2 separate regions of the Zea mays genome follow, and region 2 is linked to region 1. The links are chromatin contacts, called in public Hi-C maps. All regions are on one chromosome and are shown on one strand. The core of a region is the stretch at or near the end of the contact, and the rest is flanking DNA. Distances in the headings are between cores, read along the strand shown. Region 1 holds the start of LOC103655008 (tropinone reductase homolog At5g06060). Region 2 holds the start of LOC100276648.

Region 1 (4,098 bases), core at 664-3,163:
CCTTCCCCCCCCTTAAAAGAGATTGTGCTTGTTTATTTGAAGCTGAACGTCTGGCCATTTGCTGAGCTTTTGTCATGGTGAATAGCTCGGACTTCCATGACTACCATCACCGTGTGCTGTACACAAAGTCAGGGAACTATGCCTCAACATTTGTTTACATGGACTGGTAAGGATCCGTGGCATGACTGTGTTGAGCTGTGCAGGGGCTCTGAAGTCTGAACTCATTGGTCGTGTTTCAGGTTGTTCGGCACGGACAAGGATTATCGCAAGGCAAAGACCATTGAGGAGAAAGAAGGGAAAAATCTGTAGATTGTGGAAGCTGCTCAGCAAGACTGGCGATAGAGTTTCACTCATGGAAGGAGATATGGATGCACCCTAGAAACAGTCAGTTTATCTCCTGACCATCGATACTATAGGTTGAGATATTGATTTCCTGTGTTTGCTATGATCAAGAATGAGGCCCTGGTGGCCCTGGTCTGTCATGAACTGAATTTGATGATTTGTCATCTCCTCCTGGTGGTTTGCTTTGCGTTTCTTTCGTGACTCGACGGGATGTATACATATGGAATGGCCTGGCAGCAGTAATAACCATCTGAATTGAGTCGTCAGCGATGGTGGGGGTAGCTTTGCACCCTAGAAACTTTCCTCTGCACGCTTGTGTATTTTGTTGGTAATCGATTCCGGAATTGCATTGTTCCTCGTACACGCGCACACAATTGATCTGCAGTGACTGTTCAATTCGCAAGCTGGAGTAGCAACAGAGGTTGCAATCCATTCACAGTTTGGCGGCAACGGTTCGTCCGCCATCGATGCAGATGACCTGGCCAGTAATGTAGGAGGCGGCGGGCATGCAGAGGAAGGCGACGAGCGCGGCCACCTCCTGTGGCGTGCCAAAGCGGCGCATGGGCACCCGCGACATCTCCATCTCCGCCAGCCTCCGTGCCCTGCTGGCGTCGCCCAGCGTCGTGCCAGAGATGCCTGTACTGTCGATGACCCCTGGCGCGACGCAGTTGACGCGGACGCCGTGCGGCGCCCACTCGGCAGCGAGGCTCCTGGTGAGCGGCTGCAGAGCGCCCTTGCTGACCGAGTAGGCGGACAGCGCCGGGTACGCGACGAAGGCCGCCACGGAGGACATGTGCACCACCACGGCGCCGCCCGCCCGCCGGAGGAGCGGGTGGGCGAGGCGGCTGAGGTGGAAGCACGAGTCCAGGTTGGTGGCCATGAGGTGGGCGTAGTCGTCGGGCGTGGTGGCCGCCGCCGGCCTGTACAGGGACCCGCCGGCGTTGTTGACGAGGATGTGGAGGCTGCCGTGGAAGATGTCGCGCACGGTGGCCACCAGGCTCTCCCTGTCGCGCTCCGAGGACACATCACAGACGGAGGTGGTGATCACGTCGCCGGCTTGGACTAGGCCCTTGTCGGCCCAGCGGCGCCGGCATGCGTCCAGGTCTCCGGCAGTGCGGGAGCAGGTGTGCACCCTGGCGCCAAGGCTCGCCAGCTCCTCCACGATCGCAAGCCTGCATCATATATATGCATGCATCGATCGACATGAGCATGAACTCGATATGCATAGATGATTGACACGCACGTATAGTACTACTACTACCCGATCCCTTTGGTTCCTCCGGTGACTAGTGCCGTCTTTCCTGCCAGGCTCCACCGCTGCCTCGCCTCCTCATTCTGTCTGCCGCCGCCGCTGCCTGATCCAGTCGCCGCCATGAGTGAATCCGATCGAGGAGTTACGCAACTTTAATGTCACCTGACGATTATCGGCTGAGAGAGAGATTTAATTATCACATACGTACTCCTACAGCATATATAGGCATCGATTCTTCCTTCCATGCCTGTCCGTATGTCTTCGGGCACCACGATTAATCGTCCCTTCTCAATGGCTCTGTGCACGGGGACCTTGGTATTGATGATTGTTTTGTCACCTCACATCCTCAGTTCCGTTCCAAAATCAACAACAACAACAACAACAACAACAACAACAAAGCCTTTTGTCCCAAGCACGTTGGGGTAGGCTAGAGATGAAACCCTGTATGAAAACCTCAGAGCTCAACCCCCAAAGAAAACAGGGGAAACAAAGGCAAAGGAGAACCGAAAACGACGAAACGGGGGAACACATAAAAGAGATAAAACCCACAAGAACCAGCAAGGTCTAAATGGGCACAAGAAAAGGTCAAACGATTAAGGAGGAAAAGCGGAACTATAAATCAAGGTTCTGGCACGTGAATTGCACACTTCCACCCCTTCCTATCCACGGCGAGCTCTTTATCAATATTCCACTCCTTCAGGTCCCTCTTCACTGCCTCTGTCCACGTCAAGGTTGGTCGACCTCTACCTCTCTTCACATTCTCGGGACGCCTAATTATTCCGATATGCACTGGTGCCTCTTCAGGTCTTCGTTGGATATGTCCAAACCATCTCAAACGATGTTGCATAAGCTTCTCCTCAATTGGCGCCACTCCTACTCTCTCTCGTATGTCATCATTCCGGACTCGGTCTCTCCTTGTGTGGCCACATATCCAGCGCAACATACGCATCTCTGCCACACACAGTTGTTGGACATGTCGTCTTTTAGTGGGCCAATATTCTGCTCCATACAACATAGCCGGCCGGATTGCTGTCCTGTAGAATTTGCCTTTTAGTTTGTGTGGCACCCGGGGGTCGCATAAGACACCCGCCGCTTGCCGCCACTTCAACCATCCAGCTTTAATTCTATGACTGACATCCTCATCGATGTCTCCATCCTTCTGAAGCATTGATCCTAAGTAACGAAAAGTGTCTTTCTTGGGTACCACTTGCCCATCAAGACTAACATCGCCATCTTCATACCCCATGGCATTGAAATCACACTTCATATACTCCGTTTTAGACCTACTAAGCCTAAAACCTTTTGCTTCCAGCGTCTGCCTCCACAATCCCAACTTTTGCGAAACACCACTCCTACTCTCCTCAATAAGTACCACATCATCGGCAAAAAGCATACACCACGGTATATCTCCTTGTATGTCCCTTGTGACCTCATCTATCACCAAAGCGAAAAGATAAGGGCTCAAAGCCGACCCTTGATGTAGTCCTATGTTAATTGGAAAGTCATCGGTGTCCCCATCACTTGTTCGGACACTTGTCACAACATTAGTGTACATATCTTTAATAAGATTAATGTACTTTGTTGCTACTTTGTGTTTTTCCAAGGCCCACCACATTACACTCCTGGGTACTTTGTCATAAGCCTTCTCCAAGTCTATGAAGACCATATGCAGGTCTTTCTTTTGTTCTCTGAATCTCTCCATAAGTTGTCTTAGTAAGAAAATGGCCTCCATAGTTGATCTCCCGGGCATGAAACCAAACTGATTTTGGGTCACGCTCGTCAGCTTTCGCAGGCGGTGTTCAATGACTCTCTCCCATAGCTTCATTGTATGGCTCATGAGTTTAATTCCACGGTAATTAGTACAACTTTGAACATCTCCTTTGTTCTTGAAGATTGGTACTAATGTACTCCGCCGCCACTCGTCGGGCATTCTGTTTGTCCGAAAGATGGTGTTGAAAAGCTTAGTCAGCCATACTATCGCTATGTCTCCAAGGCATCTCCATACCTCGATAGGGATACCATCAGGGCCCATCACCTTTCCTACCTTCATCCTTTTTAGCGCCTCCTTAACTTCATATTCTTGTATCCTTCGCACAAAACCCCTGTTGTTGTCATCGAATGGTTCGTCCAATTCTATTGTAGAACTCTCATTCCCTCCATTGAACAATTTGTTGAAGTACTCCTTCCATCTATTCTTGATCTCTTCATTCTTCACTAATAGTTGGTTTGCTTCATCCTTGATGCATTTGACTTGGTTGACATCCCTTGTCTTCCTTTCACGAATCTTGGCCATCCTATAGATATCCTTTTCTCCCTGCTTTGTGTCCAACCGTTGATAAAGGTTGTCAAAGGCTTGACCCCGGGCTCTACTAACCGCTCGCTTTGCAGACTTCTTCGCTATCCTATACTTCTCTATGTTTTCTGCACACTTGTCATGATGTAAGCGTTTGTAGCAATCTTTCTTCTCCTTGATAGCCTTTTGGACATCTTCGTTCCACCACCAA
Region 2 (3,745 bases), core at 1,154-3,653, 700 kb after region 1:
TGAAGTCAATGCTATAAGCAGGGAAATTGTCCTACAGAATTTCCTTAACGATTTCACCTATATGAGCTGACTGTGGGGTCGCAGTCCGGGAGAGAATGGGGTTTTCTCTCTAGTGAGCTCATGAAAAGATATCAAAGGGCATGACCGTAACGCCCTGCCCCGTAAGAGAAGCAGATAATCTGCCTAGTACTATGTGCCCTTTGTGCGAAGATTCTCACACTAGGGTTTGTGGATCAAGGCGTAGTCCTCCGCTTACTCGTGCAGGGTTGGAACACTCTGGGATAGGCTTTGGTTCAAACCTAACAAGTACCTCTGCCGAAAAGTAGTATATAAACAGTACGGGAGCTCAATGACATTGATCAGAAAATAAGAGTGAAAATGGTGGGGATTGCTGTTCATTTTAAGTATTTTCCCTTTATTTTCTTAAAAAAAACGGAAAAGCCAGCCGAGCTGGGCCGCTCCAGGCCCACGGCCGAGCAGCCCAGCAAGGCCAGCCAGCCGAGCGCAGGCCGAGCGGAACGCGCGTGGGCGAGCGCGCCCACGATCGAGCGGCTGGGGGCTTGCGCGTTTGGATCGGACGGACGCGTACGAGATGGGGTAGAGGGGCTAGCGGACGGTTCCAGCGGATTCGGAGAAGGCCAAGCGTCTGGGTGGCGGCGGCGTTCAACGGATGACGATCCGCGCGGCTCGCTCGTCCGGAATCTCGGTGAAATCCGTTTGCCTTCTCCCATCTCAGCTCCTTAAAATGGAACTCGATCCCCTGGTTCTAGGGCTTCATCCCTCAGAGACGCAAGACTCTTTCTCCTCTCTCTGTTCGCTACTGTGGTTCGGCTCGGTTCACTGGTTTGGTTCCCAGCCATCCGGTGGTGTTCCTAGCTGATAGAAATTGAAGGAGGAAGGAGGTGGTGCTGTGCTCGTGACTTCTTGTGCTCTGTTGCTATTCCAGTGCGCCTGTTTGGGTGCTCTGTCTGCTCTGATTATTGTCCACCGTGGCCTGGTGCTTGGGCTCTCTGCTGCGCGGTGTTCATCTTCTCGGGCTGGTGCCGTGGACGTCTCCCTCGGCTCCGGCAGCGGCTCTAGTATCTCCGTCCACCTCCCGCCGTGCAGGCCCGGACGTGGGCGGCGGAATTGGTTTTCTGGGACAGAACTTCGTGTTCGCTGAGCTGGTCTTCCCACGTAGACAATCTACGTGCTGTGAGTTACCCGTTGCCTCGCTTATTTTTTGAGTAATTTTGTGCAATTTGCTAGTATTATTTACTTGGGTGTGATTGCACAATTTGTGGGCGGATTTGATTGCTCGATGATGATAGCGGTGTAGTGAGACGACGTGACAGTCTGGGTTTTAGTGTGTTGTTATTTTCAGCATTGATATTATTTGTGCCTAGTTATTTCTTACTATTGTGCAAGCTGATTATTTAAGTTCATTATTGTTCCTTAATTCTTATGCACACTGTTTTGATCTTAATATTCATGCTTGATTTCTAGGCTCATAATATTTGTTCTAAAACCATGTTTTGGTAAGATAGGACTGTCACGTTAGTCGAGGATCTTTGATCACTTTTTAGCGTTGGAGGGCTGTCTATTGCAGCAACCCGCTATTTTGAGAGTAATATTTTAATATAAACAATCATGTTTATTTGTTTAATCTGCCTTCTTCATCTACTTGCCATGTTTAATTTGCAATTGGATTTGAGTAGCTATATTACATGTTTTCATGTCCTGGAATTGCTACTGTTCATTGCTGTTATAATTACATATGGCATTTATCTGAGTTATATGCTTGTTTTATTCGGAATTAGAATATTTAATTTATTTAAATATGTTGAAAGCATGTCACTTATTTCTCTAAATTTACAACAATGTATTTATAAAAGTCATACATAATTATAATTTAAAATGGAGGATTACTCAAGGAAAAGTACAAGAAAGTACCAAATTCATGTGACAACTATCTATATCTTATATTTTAATAAAAATAAAGGGTAAATTAATAATGTATGATTGAGAAGGCAAGAAAACAGTGTAGGGACGAAAGAACAATCACTTGGTCGAGAGTATGAAGCAGTTTGCAGTGGGATTTTCTTGCAAATTAGGAGCAAAGGGAGTTGGGGAATTAGGCCAAATGAGATAATAATAAATAAATAAAAATGGGAGATGACAGAAAAAGGACGAGAATTATTTGTTTTTTAAATATTAAGTGGTAAATGACGACAAATTGAAGGAATAAAAAAAAAGAAAGCATGATATAAGTGAGAGACAATATGGACCAAGGGACAAAAATGAAGAGGAGTGAAGGATCGTCTAGTCTCAATTGTTGGGCCATGCTTGCTTGAAGCCCAGAAGGGCAAAATGATCCAAAGCCTGAAAAAGTGGTATCCCACTGCATTATCCAGAACCGAAAAAAAAAACTCTGCGGAGATTGACCGACCACCACCACCGCCTGCGTTCCCGCGCCGCCACCGCCATGGCTGCCGCTGCCCCCCATGCATACTCCTCCCTCGTGCCTGTTTCGGCTGCGCGGCCTCTCTCCGGAAGCACAGGTGAGTCCGTTCGTCCCACCCTCGTCGCTCGAGTTAGAGATTTATTATTATATCAATCGGTTGTGAAACAGATAAATCTAACGCTCACTTCGCGATCTCTACTAGTTTCTTTCGGTGCTTCGTGCCACAAGTGGAGGAAGGTTCCGGCATGGCGACTCCACTGTGTTGCTGAAGACGAAGGTCAGTGTAGTGGCATCAGATCTGGAATTCTCAGAAATGGTTATCTTATCTCATGATTTCTTTAAGCACTTGGTTTTTTTAGAAGATAGTGGATTGAACATTGTTTCTTGAAATTTAGTTGTTTTTTTCCGTATACTTCTCCAAACAGGCCTGCTTGACTACATTATGTGCATATTGTGATTCTCAGCAGAGGAAGTCAAAGATTTTGGAGTCAATATGGCACTATCCATGCTAAAATTTTACAAACGTAAGTTCATTTGTAGTTTGCAGTCTGAGTTTTTTTTTCCTGCTTCATTCCTGGGATTTGAGAAATAATAATTAACATCACAATAATTGTGAACTTGCTTTTAAGAACAATCCCATTTCTATATAGATTAATCATCAGCCCTGCTTTGCGTGAACAGGAGAAATATCACCTTTACTACCTTCAAGCTGCCGATATGTACCAACTTGCAGTGAGTACTCTATGCAGGCGTACAAACGATATGGTGTTGTAAAGGGTTCCATCTTGACTGCTTGGCGCCTTTGCCGTTGTAATCCTCTTGGTATGTAGTTTTTTTTCTCTATGTGCTTAGTTATCTCTGTTGTTTGACATTTTTCATATATGTATAGATCTGTGTCACATAACATTTAATTTGTGGGACTTAGACCTCTCTGATTTATATGCAGGTGGATATGGGTATGATCCTCCAAAATGGTTTGGCGAGGAAGATGTACCTCTGCAATAGTAATGCCTAGTAATTGAAAGTACAGGCATTGTAATTCTTCAGATCCAGACTTGCAGCAGTTTTTATGTAATTTACTGAAACTAAACCCAGAAACACAAGGATAAAATTCTGCAATATCTATGCACCTCTGAAGGAGCATGTATTTTTTTTGTGTATGCCTGTATGGTTATTTTATCTAGTTCTCGTGCAATTCCTCCAAGGTGATTGTATGAGCGAAATTCATTTATTACCTACAATTAACATCCATAATTCACCATATTCGCCTGTGTATTCTAGTCCGAGGATCCAACTATTTTT

The links. Hi-C and Micro-C count contacts between places; a contact is called where the count stands out from the background.
Region 2: a Hi-C map of endosperm shows a contact between it and region 1, with 3 times the contacts expected there. The contact joins the promoter of LOC100276648 here to the promoter of LOC103655008 in region 1. A contact is called at or near these places in 3 of 25 Hi-C or Micro-C datasets (ear, endosperm and tassel).

What each region holds. Positions count from the first base shown.
Region 1 is chr4:640,185-644,282 of Zm-B73-REFERENCE-NAM-5.0, forward strand. It overlaps LOC103655008 (tropinone reductase homolog At5g06060), which reads right to left and starts at 1,914. Exons shown (of 2, transcript XM_008681830.2): 1 at 1,604-1,914; 2 at 309-1,514. The coding sequence starts at 1,716. The coding sequence ends at 776. It overlaps LOC542766 (c-4 methylsterol oxidase), which reads left to right. Exons shown (of 7, transcript NM_001279592.2): 6 at 86-166; 7 at 240-608. The coding sequence ends at 309.
Region 2 is chr4:1,341,432-1,345,176 of Zm-B73-REFERENCE-NAM-5.0, forward strand. LOC100276648 reads left to right here and starts at 2,404. Exons shown (of 5, transcript NM_001150385.2): 1 at 2,404-2,540; 2 at 2,646-2,720; 3 at 2,908-2,967; 4 at 3,125-3,265; 5 at 3,390-3,543. The coding sequence starts at 2,465. The coding sequence ends at 3,448.